Linked DNA regions of Zea mays: all the other regions are linked to region 2. A link is a contact called in public Hi-C data. All regions are on one chromosome and are shown on one strand. The core of a region is the stretch at or near the end of the contact, and the rest is flanking DNA. Distances in the headings are between cores, read along the strand shown. Region 1 holds the start of LOC541953 (histone deacetylase). Region 2 holds the start of LOC100191324. Region 3 holds the start of LOC542342 (starch branching enzyme 3). Region 4 holds the start of LOC103646512 (DNA-binding protein S1FA).

What was found. A called contact is a pair of places that touch in the nucleus more often than the background predicts.
Region 1: a Hi-C map of tassel shows a contact between it and region 2, with 3 times the contacts expected there. The contact joins the promoter of LOC541953 here to the promoter of LOC100191324 in region 2. A contact is called at or near these places in 2 of 25 Hi-C or Micro-C datasets (ear and tassel).
Region 3: a contact with region 2 is called in a Hi-C map of ear, with 3 times the contacts expected there. The contact joins the promoter of LOC542342 here to the promoter of LOC100191324 in region 2. A contact is called at or near these places in 5 of 25 Hi-C or Micro-C datasets (bundle sheath, ear, leaf and 2 more).
Region 4: a contact with region 2 is called in a Hi-C map of endosperm, with 2.4 times the contacts expected there. The contact joins the promoter of LOC103646512 here to the promoter of LOC100191324 in region 2. A contact is called at or near these places in 3 of 25 Hi-C or Micro-C datasets (ear, endosperm and tassel).

The regions. Positions count from the first base shown.
Region 1 is chr2:60,507,138-60,509,837 of Zm-B73-REFERENCE-NAM-5.0, forward strand. LOC541953 (histone deacetylase) reads right to left here and starts at 1,289. Exons shown (of 14, transcript NM_001111607.1): 1 at 1,126-1,289. The coding sequence starts at 1,162.
Region 2 is chr2:59,959,742-59,962,441 of Zm-B73-REFERENCE-NAM-5.0, forward strand. LOC100191324 reads right to left here and starts at 1,273. Exons shown (of 8, transcript NM_001136758.1): 1 at 1,105-1,273; 2 at 42-103. The coding sequence starts at 48.
Region 3 is chr2:60,602,618-60,605,317 of Zm-B73-REFERENCE-NAM-5.0, forward strand. LOC542342 (starch branching enzyme 3) reads left to right here and starts at 1,438. Exons shown (of 22, transcript XM_008671244.2): 1 at 1,438-2,034; 2 at 2,429-2,544. The coding sequence starts at 1,473.
Region 4 is chr2:60,767,312-60,770,011 of Zm-B73-REFERENCE-NAM-5.0, forward strand. LOC103646512 (DNA-binding protein S1FA) reads left to right here and starts at 1,417. Exons shown (of 2, transcript NM_001329687.1): 1 at 1,417-1,638. The coding sequence starts at 1,612.

The DNA.
Region 1 (2,700 bases), core at 39-2,538, 550 kb after region 2:
TGATCAGACTATCAGAGGCAAGACACTTGAAGCAAGCGACTACAGAAGGATAGAATCTGGGAGGGGTGGCTTGCTTTGGGCAAGGCCAAGCGGGGCTTAAAACAATGTCCTAGAACGATCGGCTAGGAGCGGTAACTCTGGCATTTGGGCTCAATGGGCGGACCGATCTCATCGGAGTTGTACTTCACTTGGACGTGTCGTGTGGAGGGCAAGGGAGCAAATGGGGAAGAGATGAATTAGGGCAGCTGAAGGAGATACACATATTTTTTGCGGTGGATTCGCTATTGTTCATGCCTGAGGATTTGGCACAATTCTAATCAGGGGGGAAACGATTCAATGTGCAGAGTTGGGAGCAGATAGAAACAGAGTAATTGTGCCAATAGGGGTCAGCTTTGCAACCTTCGTTTTGCGTTGGAGCGCGTGGCATGGAGCGAAATTTGAAAATTCCAGCATCGGAGGTGGCTGGCGAGACTGCAGAACATCGCCACTGACAGGTTCGCCATTGTTGCAGAAAACAACAACGGCAGAATGGACTGGACTCTGGTAGCCATTGAGGGCGCAACTAGGTGGTAAATAAGGACATTAGACACCTGATTACAGAAACATTGGGCCTGTTTGATTTAGCTTTTTCTAACCAGTTTTTCTGAGAAACTAACTGTAGGAAGAATCTGTGGAAAGAATCTGAGTATAGTGAGGATTACATGAAGAGGAAGATGAATGTGTCCATAGTATTCAGGAACTAGAAAGTGAAGGATTATTACTATTACAACAAATCGGCTGATTACGTGTTTATGTTAATTTTGGATGGTTTTTACCAAATCGATTTTTATAGAACTGTCTGAAGAGCTGAGCTTTTCACAGTCCGTAGCAGTTTTTGGTGGCTTGGTGGCCAGAAGCTAAAAAAAGCTGAAACAAACTGGGCCAAGGTGGTGGTTGGTTTCTAGTAGTATAGCGGGTTGCGGCCGGCTGGTGAGGGATCGAGGGCAATAGATGGCTCCATCAGAGAAGCCCTGGCTTCGAAATGGAGTAATAAGAACTAAGAACAACGAGTTGCGACTATGGCGAGAACTAGGGTTTTGCAGCGAAGAGTGAGAGTCGGGAGAAGAGGGAGCGCGGTGAATGTACCGTCGTAGAAGTAGGATATCCGGTCTTTCTCCAGCATCGCTTCACTCCTGACGGCCGTGGCAGCGGGAGCAGAGAAAATCAAAGTCGCCCAGATTAACAGAGCCCGGCCCAAACTCAGCGCGGCGGCGGCGGCCGCGGATGGAGGTCCAAACGAGACGGAAGCGAAAGGGCGACAAGGGTGGGGACGTGGGGTGAGGACTGGGGAATGCTCTGGATCGGGTTGGACGGCACGGATCAAACGACCGTAAGATCGACGGTGTGTACTGTCCCCCAGTAATGTCCCCAAGTAGCCGCACTGCAGGAGGCCCTATCAGGATAATCCGAAATCCGTTAGGCCTTGTTTGTTTCCGTCGCATTGCACCCGGAATCGTTCAAGCTAATCAAAGTTTATATAAATTAGAGAAGCAATCCAGTCAGGAATTATTCCGACCCACCAATCCGGCAGAAACGAACAAGGCTTACTCTGGCGCTCCGCTAGCCTCCGGCGAACAGCCAAGGAAATACGTTCCTCTGGGCTCTGGCACTCCCCGCCGACGCTTTCGCCACCGCGCTGGTCATCTTCCTCGTTGACTACAACGACTGTGATCCGCTCACCAGCAGGATCCTCGATTTACTCCTCGCTCTCCCGACGCGCCATCCAACGCATCGCCACGTCTTCCTCTGCAGTAACCACGACCTCGCCTTCGCGGCATTCGTCGGGGCGCTGCCGCCGCCGCCCGACGGCTCCCTGTTCTCGGCCACCTGGGACGATTACATCCACATTTCACGATGAGAGAAGAAGGGGCTCCTGTACAAGGGCTCCTTGCATAGTTGCGCAGCCCATTTCGAATCCTACGTTCCCATGGTCAGTCATGAAATTCCCTCGTCAATTTGTTTTCTTGCATAGTTGCGGTTGTGTATTTGTAGCTAGAGCATCTCGAGCAATAGCCTATCAAAATATCTTATAATTTAAAAATAAGTATATTTTATATGATTTAAAATATTAATAAAATATTATATTTCAACAGTGAACGTTATAGTATATATGAGGTATTTGAGAGTGTGCTCTATATATTTTTTTAATAAATTTTATAAAACGAGGCGTTATTAAAGTAGTTTTTTCTACGTAAAACTCTATATTTCAATTTAAAACATTATTGAAGATGCTACGGTATCAACCAATATAATTTGTCATAGGTTCAGTCTAGTGGTTTACTAGTCCGTTAGAGCATCTACAAGAGAAGTTATAAATGCGACTCTATCTTTAATATAGGGCTTAGAACCATAAAACACGCTTCCAACAACGCCTCTATTTTATAAAAATTCATCAAATAATTATAGGGCTCAGTCTCTCGGATCCTAATATAGTGTCCCTTATAGTAGTCCTATCCTCGTTTATTCTTAATCTCCAACCATCTATTTTCTAATAACATGATTTATTTTCTAAATAGCATTTAAGATCCAACTGTTGGAGTAGAAATTTCTTTAAGGCCCTAAACACTCTAAATATGGTCCTATTTCCATTTTTTGGACTCCATTTTAGAGTTTCTTGTTGGATATGCTCTTAGGCTCACGGCAGTGGCAATTTGCCATGGA
Region 2 (2,700 bases), core at 23-2,522:
GTAATGAAGTGGGAATACAACGAGAGAAGGTGTGCCCTTACCATCCATGGTGGCCGATTAAGCTTGCACCCCACAGTGAACAAGTAATCTGAGTCAGAAAACCCTGCAGAAATGGTGAGCCCAGGGTTCTGAGGTGGGTTATTCAAAATATAAATGGTAATAAGATATTTTTACAATCTAAAATCTAATGTTAGGCAATGTATAATACCATATATTAGTATTGTATAAATATAGTAGAAATTGTTTAACACGATACGAACTGTTAACATATCAAAGTGACAACGTTTGAAATATAGAGGATATATGAAACAACAAAATGATATAAAAAGTTACAAACTACTCCCTCTGTCCCAAAATATAACTCGTTTTAGACTAATCATACATTCATTAAGTGACATATGAATGTAGTTTGCATGTATGTCTAAATTCATTATCATTTGAATGAATGTGACAGAAAAAAAAAGCAGACTAGAAAGAACTATATTTTGGGATGGAGGGAGTACAAAACAATTCAACTTCCTCTAGGTAAATCTAACTATTTCTCACAGGTGTGTGTAGAACTATATTTATTTTGGAACGGAGGAAGTATGACCAGGTTTATCACTGAAAATCAGCGGGAGCAAAGGATTTTGGTTTTCTATGCAATGTTTTCAGATCAGCTCATCGCTCCTGATCACCAGAGAGGGGTGATCAGCCGACTAATCACGATTAGTCGACGACCAGTCCGATTAATCGGGCTCTGACCGGTCAATCAGACATCCTGATCGTCCAGGGCTATAGGAACCGATCAACCTTCATATATATAACTACACGCCCATGGACATGGCTTCAGGTTCAGGCTTTCAACAAGGCAAACAGCCATACGTGATACGCCCATGAACATGGGCAGCAACAGGCCAACAGCCATAGTGCCATACTACAACATGAAGCAAATAATCACTGGAAGGTTTCAGGCTTTCAGCATCTAAGTAAAACTGAAAACCAACAAACATGGACATGGGCAGCAACAGCCATACGCCCATACCTACAGGCTACAGTACAACAGAGCACACCAAAAAACAGGGACATGCTCTGGATTTGGATTCTGGAGACTGGAGACCGTACCTGCAGGCTGGCTGCCTGCGCCGCCACGCCGGGGATGGAGGAGGGGCCGAGGGGGACGATGCCGCCGTATCCCCCGTCACCGGTAGCGCGCCGCCGTCACCTGCACAGTGTTCCGCTAGGGTTCCTCCCTCGGCAGCTGGTTACCTGGTTCGCCGTCACCTGCACAGTGTGCCTGAGCGTTGCTCTGTTGGCTCTTGGTTGTGCAGCTTCTGCTCACGTGGTGGGAACGGGGGGAAAGGAAGCTGGGCTGGGCCGCTGGGCAAGTGAAGTGGGCCACTGGGCCGAAATTTCAAACCAGCCAGCCAGGCTGATCGTCCCTAAACTAATCGGACATTATAGCTAGTAATTAACCTGTGAGTTTTTTTTTCTCTACTAGCAGTTTGCTTGGTTAGGGTGTAAGTACAATTTTGCACTATTTTCCGTGTCAAATATAAAACGATGGAGGTAGTATTATGCAAGCCTCTAACCACTCCGGATCTTTAAAAAATGCCAATTCTCACTCCATTTGCTAATGGCTTTGGGAGCTATATGAATCAGTAAGAGGTATTAAGCGTGCAAAAAAATGGGTTGCAATCCGGATCTTATTAATGGCTTTTGCCTTAAAATGTCAGTGGTGGAGTGCTAAAAATGTAAGGCACAGTCAACATTACTTCAAGTCAATTGTATTTGGACTCTGTCTATATCAAGAATGATCCTTTTCAAAACGATGTGATGTGATAAGAAGAAAAAAATACTTGATGGAATGATGGGTGATTGTGCATTTGTTTATATGAGCTTCTGTGGTATATAATGGGTCTTGCAATAAAAAATGCAATGCGGTGCAGTAATTTTTTTAACGTAATGGCACGACCTCTCTACCTTTCTATTAAGAAAAATATTAAAATTAATCCAATTTTAAGAAAAAAAACGGGCCCGAAACTTACACAGAGTGCCCAAACAACACAGGCATCAACAACCCACACAAAGCTCATCCAGAGTCATCGTTGCCGAGCTCAACACAAGGTACGAGCAGCTCCGACTTCGCTAGGCGGGCTGCACACGGCCAAAAGAACACGACGACACCTACACCTTAAACAGGAGTAAGACCGTGACGCGCCATCATTGCTAAGCATCAACACATCGACACTCGAGGCAACTCCGATTCTTCACCAGCGATCTTGATCCAACACCCACCTCCGTTTTTTTGCCCGAATTCTAAAACAATCCAGGCTACGAGGAGGGGGTTCGCCTCATGTCGTCGTTGCCGAGCCACGTCCCCTAACGTGATAGCTTCAACTTCACGTTACAAACCTCTTCTTGTCATGCGGTACAGTAATTTCATATGGATATTTGATATCGTTTTGTTTTTTGAGTCCTGATGAGCCTATTCTTTTCTTCTAAGGCTATCTCTTGCGATTTCATCAGCGGGAAATTGCAGGGATGGAGATTGATGAAATAACACACTGCTTTTCAGCAGTGAGTCGAGCGACAGGAATCACGGTCGTCCATGTAATTGTCTGTTTTGCGGAATTGCGAGTAAGCACTCACTCTGGTTCTTCAGTTCGGCATCCAAATGAGCTAATTGGGAACGATGCCACGATGTATCAAGTGTGCTAA
Region 3 (2,700 bases), core at 188-2,687, 640 kb after region 2:
GCGTTTCCACAATTGCCAGCAGCAGAGGAGGACAAAGGAGTTGAATTCTGCACCCGGAAGGCGATCAGGGCGACTGATGTTTGGCAGGTCCTGGGTGCCCAGATCATCAGCGACAGAGAATCCGATGGAGCTCCAAAATTGGCGTGCAAACGGGCAGTGGAAGATGATGTGCGAAGGAGTTTCACTGTCTTGGTTACATATTTCACAACAGTCATCATCCACAATCCCTTTTTTCTTCAGGTTCCATTTGCACTGAATTTTTCCTTGCATAACCAGCCAACAGAAGAATTGTGCCCGCGGGGGGCTTTGTTACCCCAGATGAAAGTGGTGCTAACATCACCATGCCCCAAGGACCCTTTAAGGGGAATTGTTGTACACAACAGGTTTCGCTCAAAAACTTTTTAGCCTCACTCCAATAATCAGTTTTTGGCATAAGTTTTTTAACATCCTCTTGAAGTTGCTCTTAGTAGCTAAACTTTAGCAAAAGTAAAATGTTAAACTTTAACCAGGGAAAACAAACGGGTTTAGGTTGGTGAACCAGACCTGTGTTTTCTCATGTTTAGTCACTGGTTGTGAAGTGTAAATTGTGTTTATGATAGCATGCTCCCTCTCTTGATACTATTCGACAGATTTGGAGGTGACGGGCATGTGCACGGTGCAGGCTCGCTTGCCATTTGGTGGCGTAAAAATTTCTGGCGGTAGAGTAAAGCTCGGCCGAATTGACGGTCAGGAGGAGAGCGCGACTGCTCGTAGGCCATCGTGTACCCCCGGCCGGCCCTTTTCGTCCGTTTGTTTCCTATACTGTGCGGCGATCTGGCGGGCTACCAAAGCAATCGCCGATCGAACATCCCCAGTCAACACCTGTCGACGAGCTATAGAAAAAATCTCCCTCGTATCTAGGATCAACGAGTGATTAATTAATGTATTAAACTATGCATGGGTTGCACGGCTGCACGTTTTCTGGTGTTGAATGGTAGTAGTGGCTAATTTAAATTCGTGCATTGGGCAAGACGACAGTTGACAGTGGTGAGTGAGATCTCGTTGCTATAGAGGTGATATTGTTTACAGGAAGAGGTTTTGATTTTATGAAATCGAATGTAAAATGCTGGGAATATTCGTATTGCCGAGGTTATATGCTTTCAATCCCACACAAGGGACGAGTTTATGAGAATACGCTCCATCAGTCTCTTTAAGATCTTTTTACCTGTCCTGCGGACAAGAACAGCCAAGCATTCGGCTCGACAGCGGACGCCAGGGCAGGGACGCACGGTCCACGGAGCACGAGCAAGCGCCGCCACCACGCACCAGAGACACATGAATGGGAGCGAGTAGCCGCGTGACTCCTCTCCCTTTCTTCTTCTTCTCAGAAAAAAACGGAGAGGCAGTAGCTTACGGGACTTCTACTGCTACGGGACACACTACTGTGGTAGGCGGTAGGCGACAGCGGCAGACCGCGAGGGCGCCTGCCACGGATGGCCAGGAACGCGCTCTCAGCCGTTGGTTCGCGATCTGCTGCTGCCCCACCCCAACGCCACGTCTCCGTCCGCTGCCACCTCCGGCCGTCCGGCGCGGGCGCACGGGGAAGACGACGCCCACGCTTTTCCACGGGGCCCCCACCCTGGCGCCTTTTTCCCTTTCACATCCCCATGCAGATGCAGCGCCAGTGCCTCCTTCCACCACCGCCGCACACGTTGCTCCCCCATTCCTTCCCTCCCCACTCCCCAGCCCAGCCCTGCTCACTCCCGCGGGCTAATAATATCTCACGCCGCTCGTCCTCCTCGGCCTCAGCTGCCGCCACTCCCCACACTCGCTTCCCGTGGGCTGCGCGGGTGAAGGAGCGCGCGCGTGCGTACGTACGTGCGGGTGGTTGGACTCGGATCTGCTGCTGGGTGGGGCGCGGGATGGCGTCGTTCGCTGTGTCCGGCGCGAGGCTCGGGGTCGTGCGGCCCGGCGGCTCGGCGCGATCTGGTGGGGAGCGGAGGAGTGCGGTGGACTTGCCGTCGGTGCTCTTCAGGAGGAAGGACGCTTTCTCTCGTACGGCTCTCTCGCTCGCTCGCTTCCCCCTCCCCCTCTATTCTTAGTCGGCTGGTCGCCGGCTCTCCTCGCTTTTCTCCCTCTGCGCTTGTGTGCCGTTTGTGCTGGCCTGGATCCTGAGTGGTTCTGGTTCTCATACGCGCACGCATATTTTTTTTCTTATTCCTATGTCTGCATTTCGACCAGTGGAAGCCATCGAGCGCGGTTCCTAAACTCGGATCCTGCATTTTGTTGCGGCGATATGCGTTAGTGTTACCAGTTGCTGCAGCGATACTTCCAATTTCTGTGCCGATGGGTTTCCTCGTTTTCTTCTTATTTTGTTTCCTCGTCGTCGCAGCCTGCAAATTGGTGGTTTCTTGGTTCTTATCAGTGGAGCTCGCTTTGGAATTTGCAGGCACCGTTCTGAGCTGCGCTGGTGCTCCTGGAAAGGTACTGGTGCCTGGAGGTGGCAGTGATGACTTGCTTTCCTCCGCAGAGCCGGTCGTGGACACTCAACCTGAAGAACTACAGGTTCGATTGTCCCCTTCTGTGCCTCCATGGTACAAATGTCCAAATGTCTGATGAAATCAAGTTTGGGTTTCAGCCTTTGCACTTTCATATCAGGCATTGTGCAAAGCCTCGTGAATTGTTGGTTAGGGCACCGTGCTGGTTCTTGGGCTACTGACA
Region 4 (2,700 bases), core at 167-2,666, 810 kb after region 2:
CCCCGACTCTCTACGTTCCTTACACTAGAGAGTTCCTTTGTAATCCACCACATAAAGCATTCTCGCCAGGATGTAGGGTGTTACGCATCTCTAAGCGGCCCGAACCTGTACATCATTGTTCACAGTTTCTCGTGCGCCCTGCACGAACCATCGAGCTACAGTCGGCAACATCGTCCTACTCCTAAAAACACCTTGAGGGGCAACCCCGGGTGTGCGATCGGACCCAAAACACCGACAAAACTGGTGCTTTAATATAGTAAAAAAATTTAGTTCTTAATGTTTATGTCTATATTCAACTAAGTGATAATAAATATAGATACATAAATAAAACATATACACTAAATATTGTATGAGTCTTTAAAAAGCTAAGATAAAGTTTAATTTGGGACGGAGGGAGTACAAGGCAAGTGAAGAAAATACGCCATGATAAACACTCTTGCACACTGATCTGGCTCAAAACAAAAATGATGCACATACACGTATATATAAACAGCAATAAACAAAGCTAAGAAAATTAACTTATTTTACATGATACATGAAAGACAGTCTTAGAAGTAGCTGATAGACTTCGTCTATAGCGGAAAACAAAAATAGTTTTAGATTATTATAACTTGTACATACAACCAAATTTTAGTTTCAAGGAAAAAAAATCCCGTTAAACAAAACTATAATTCCGACAAAATCTGATTTATGTTAGCACACAATTGTTCCTATAGTCAGGCAAGGCAAGGATAAAAAAGTTAAATATGCCATAGCACAAAAACAAATAACAAACCATAACATTAATATATTTATATTCTTAAGTTTGAGGCTTCCAAAATACAATTTAGGCCACCGAAATACTCGTTCCACTATAAATTAGTATTCACTACTAATATGTTCGTGCATTGCTATGGTTTTTATATATATGACATATAATAAATTTTGTTTTAATAAAGCACAAAATATATGTTTTCTATTGATTAGGTGAGTATGAATATGTAGCCAACAACCAAGGCTCAAACACTCACTTATACATAATTTTAACTTTTTTTATATAAACTCTTTTATTATAGTAGTAGAGAAGAGATTATAGAAGTGCAGGTTGATTTTAAAGAAACGTAGAAGTTTTTTGAAAAATATTGACGCGGGACGACCGTTGAAACTGGTGCTTTAATATAGTAAAAACTTAGTTCTTGATTTTTATGTCTATATTCAACTAAATGACAATATATAGATACATAAATAAAATATATACATTAAATATTGTATGAGTCCTTAAAAAGCTAAAATAAAGTTTAATTTGGGACGGAGGGAGTACAAGACAAGTGAAGAAAATACGCCATGATAAACACTCATGCACACTGATCTGGCTCAAAACAAAAATGATGCACATACACGTATATATAAACAGCAATAAACAAAGCTAAGGAAATTAAAGAAAAACGGTGGACTAGAAACTTCCAAATCGAACGGCACACAAAAATCACAACCCGGAAAGGGACCAGCAGCGCAAAGGTGAGCGAGCTTTCCTTCGGAACTCAGAACTCTCGTGCTCACCTCATCCGTTCGACAAATCCACACGAATCCTCTGATTCAGAGCAGGGTGTTGGCATTGATCAGACGCCTGCCATGGCGGATCAGTTCGTGGATTCGGCGGTAAGTCTCGAGTTCTTCCCTCCTTGATCCTTACTGTGGTATGGGAGACCAAAGCAAGTTCGAGTTCGAATGTACAGAACTGAAGGTCAGAAGCGGCACTGCCGTGTCGTCTCTCTGGGCGACTCCGCCGCCGCCGAAAAACCACCAATTGCCCCCTCACCCCGCCGCCGCCGTTGCCTATCCGCACCACCTTTTCTCCTTCCTCTATCCTTCTCTTTCTCCATCTTGCGATTGAACCTCTGGCAGCATCGGCGCCATCCGGTCGGCGGCTGCGTGGATCCGGGGCCTCCAGGTGCGGATCCGGTCCTACCTTGCCCGGATCTGGTGTCCTCTCGGCCGGGTGGGCTTCGATGCTCGGCCCGGCTCTCTGGCGTCGTGCACTGGCAGGTTACCCTTATGCTCGCGCGAGCCACCTTGGCTAAGCAGTGAGGGTGGACGGTGTTACTCGTGAGACGGCGGCAGCTGTTTGTTGCGATTTCTGACTTGTAGCAGTAAGCGATCCCTGGCCGGAGTTGTAGCTGATTTTGGTCCATCTGGTTTGAATTTGATGTGTGGAGGATTGGATCTGTAGAATTTGTGCAGGACTTCTACGTGGTCAATAGGTCATATGATAACTGTGTTCGTTTGAAAAATGCATGTTTCAATTGTGTCCTATAAAAGAAAAGAGATTGCTGAGTGCTTTTATCTTGTAAGTGAGCTTTGATATCATATAGGCGTACTAGCAATTTGCATAAGCGGATAAGCTTGCTAACTGTTACGGCCTTACAGGTCTAGAGCTTTATGACTATCATATATGTGTGTCATGTTTGATCAATATGGCGTTCAGTGTTTTAGTTATGCTCAATCCTCTAGGTAGCCAATGTTATCTGTTATAATAAACTGATTAGTTCGATGCCTTTAAATCTTGTGCACTTTATAAATTTATTACAAGGTTACCAGCAGACTATCTGTCTGTCTACCTGCTTTGATGCACACTGGCTAATCGCTGTTTGTATGTGTAATCCTTTAGTTTTTTTAAGTTGCCTTTTAGTTGATGCTGAGGGGCTGTAGTTTGATTATTAT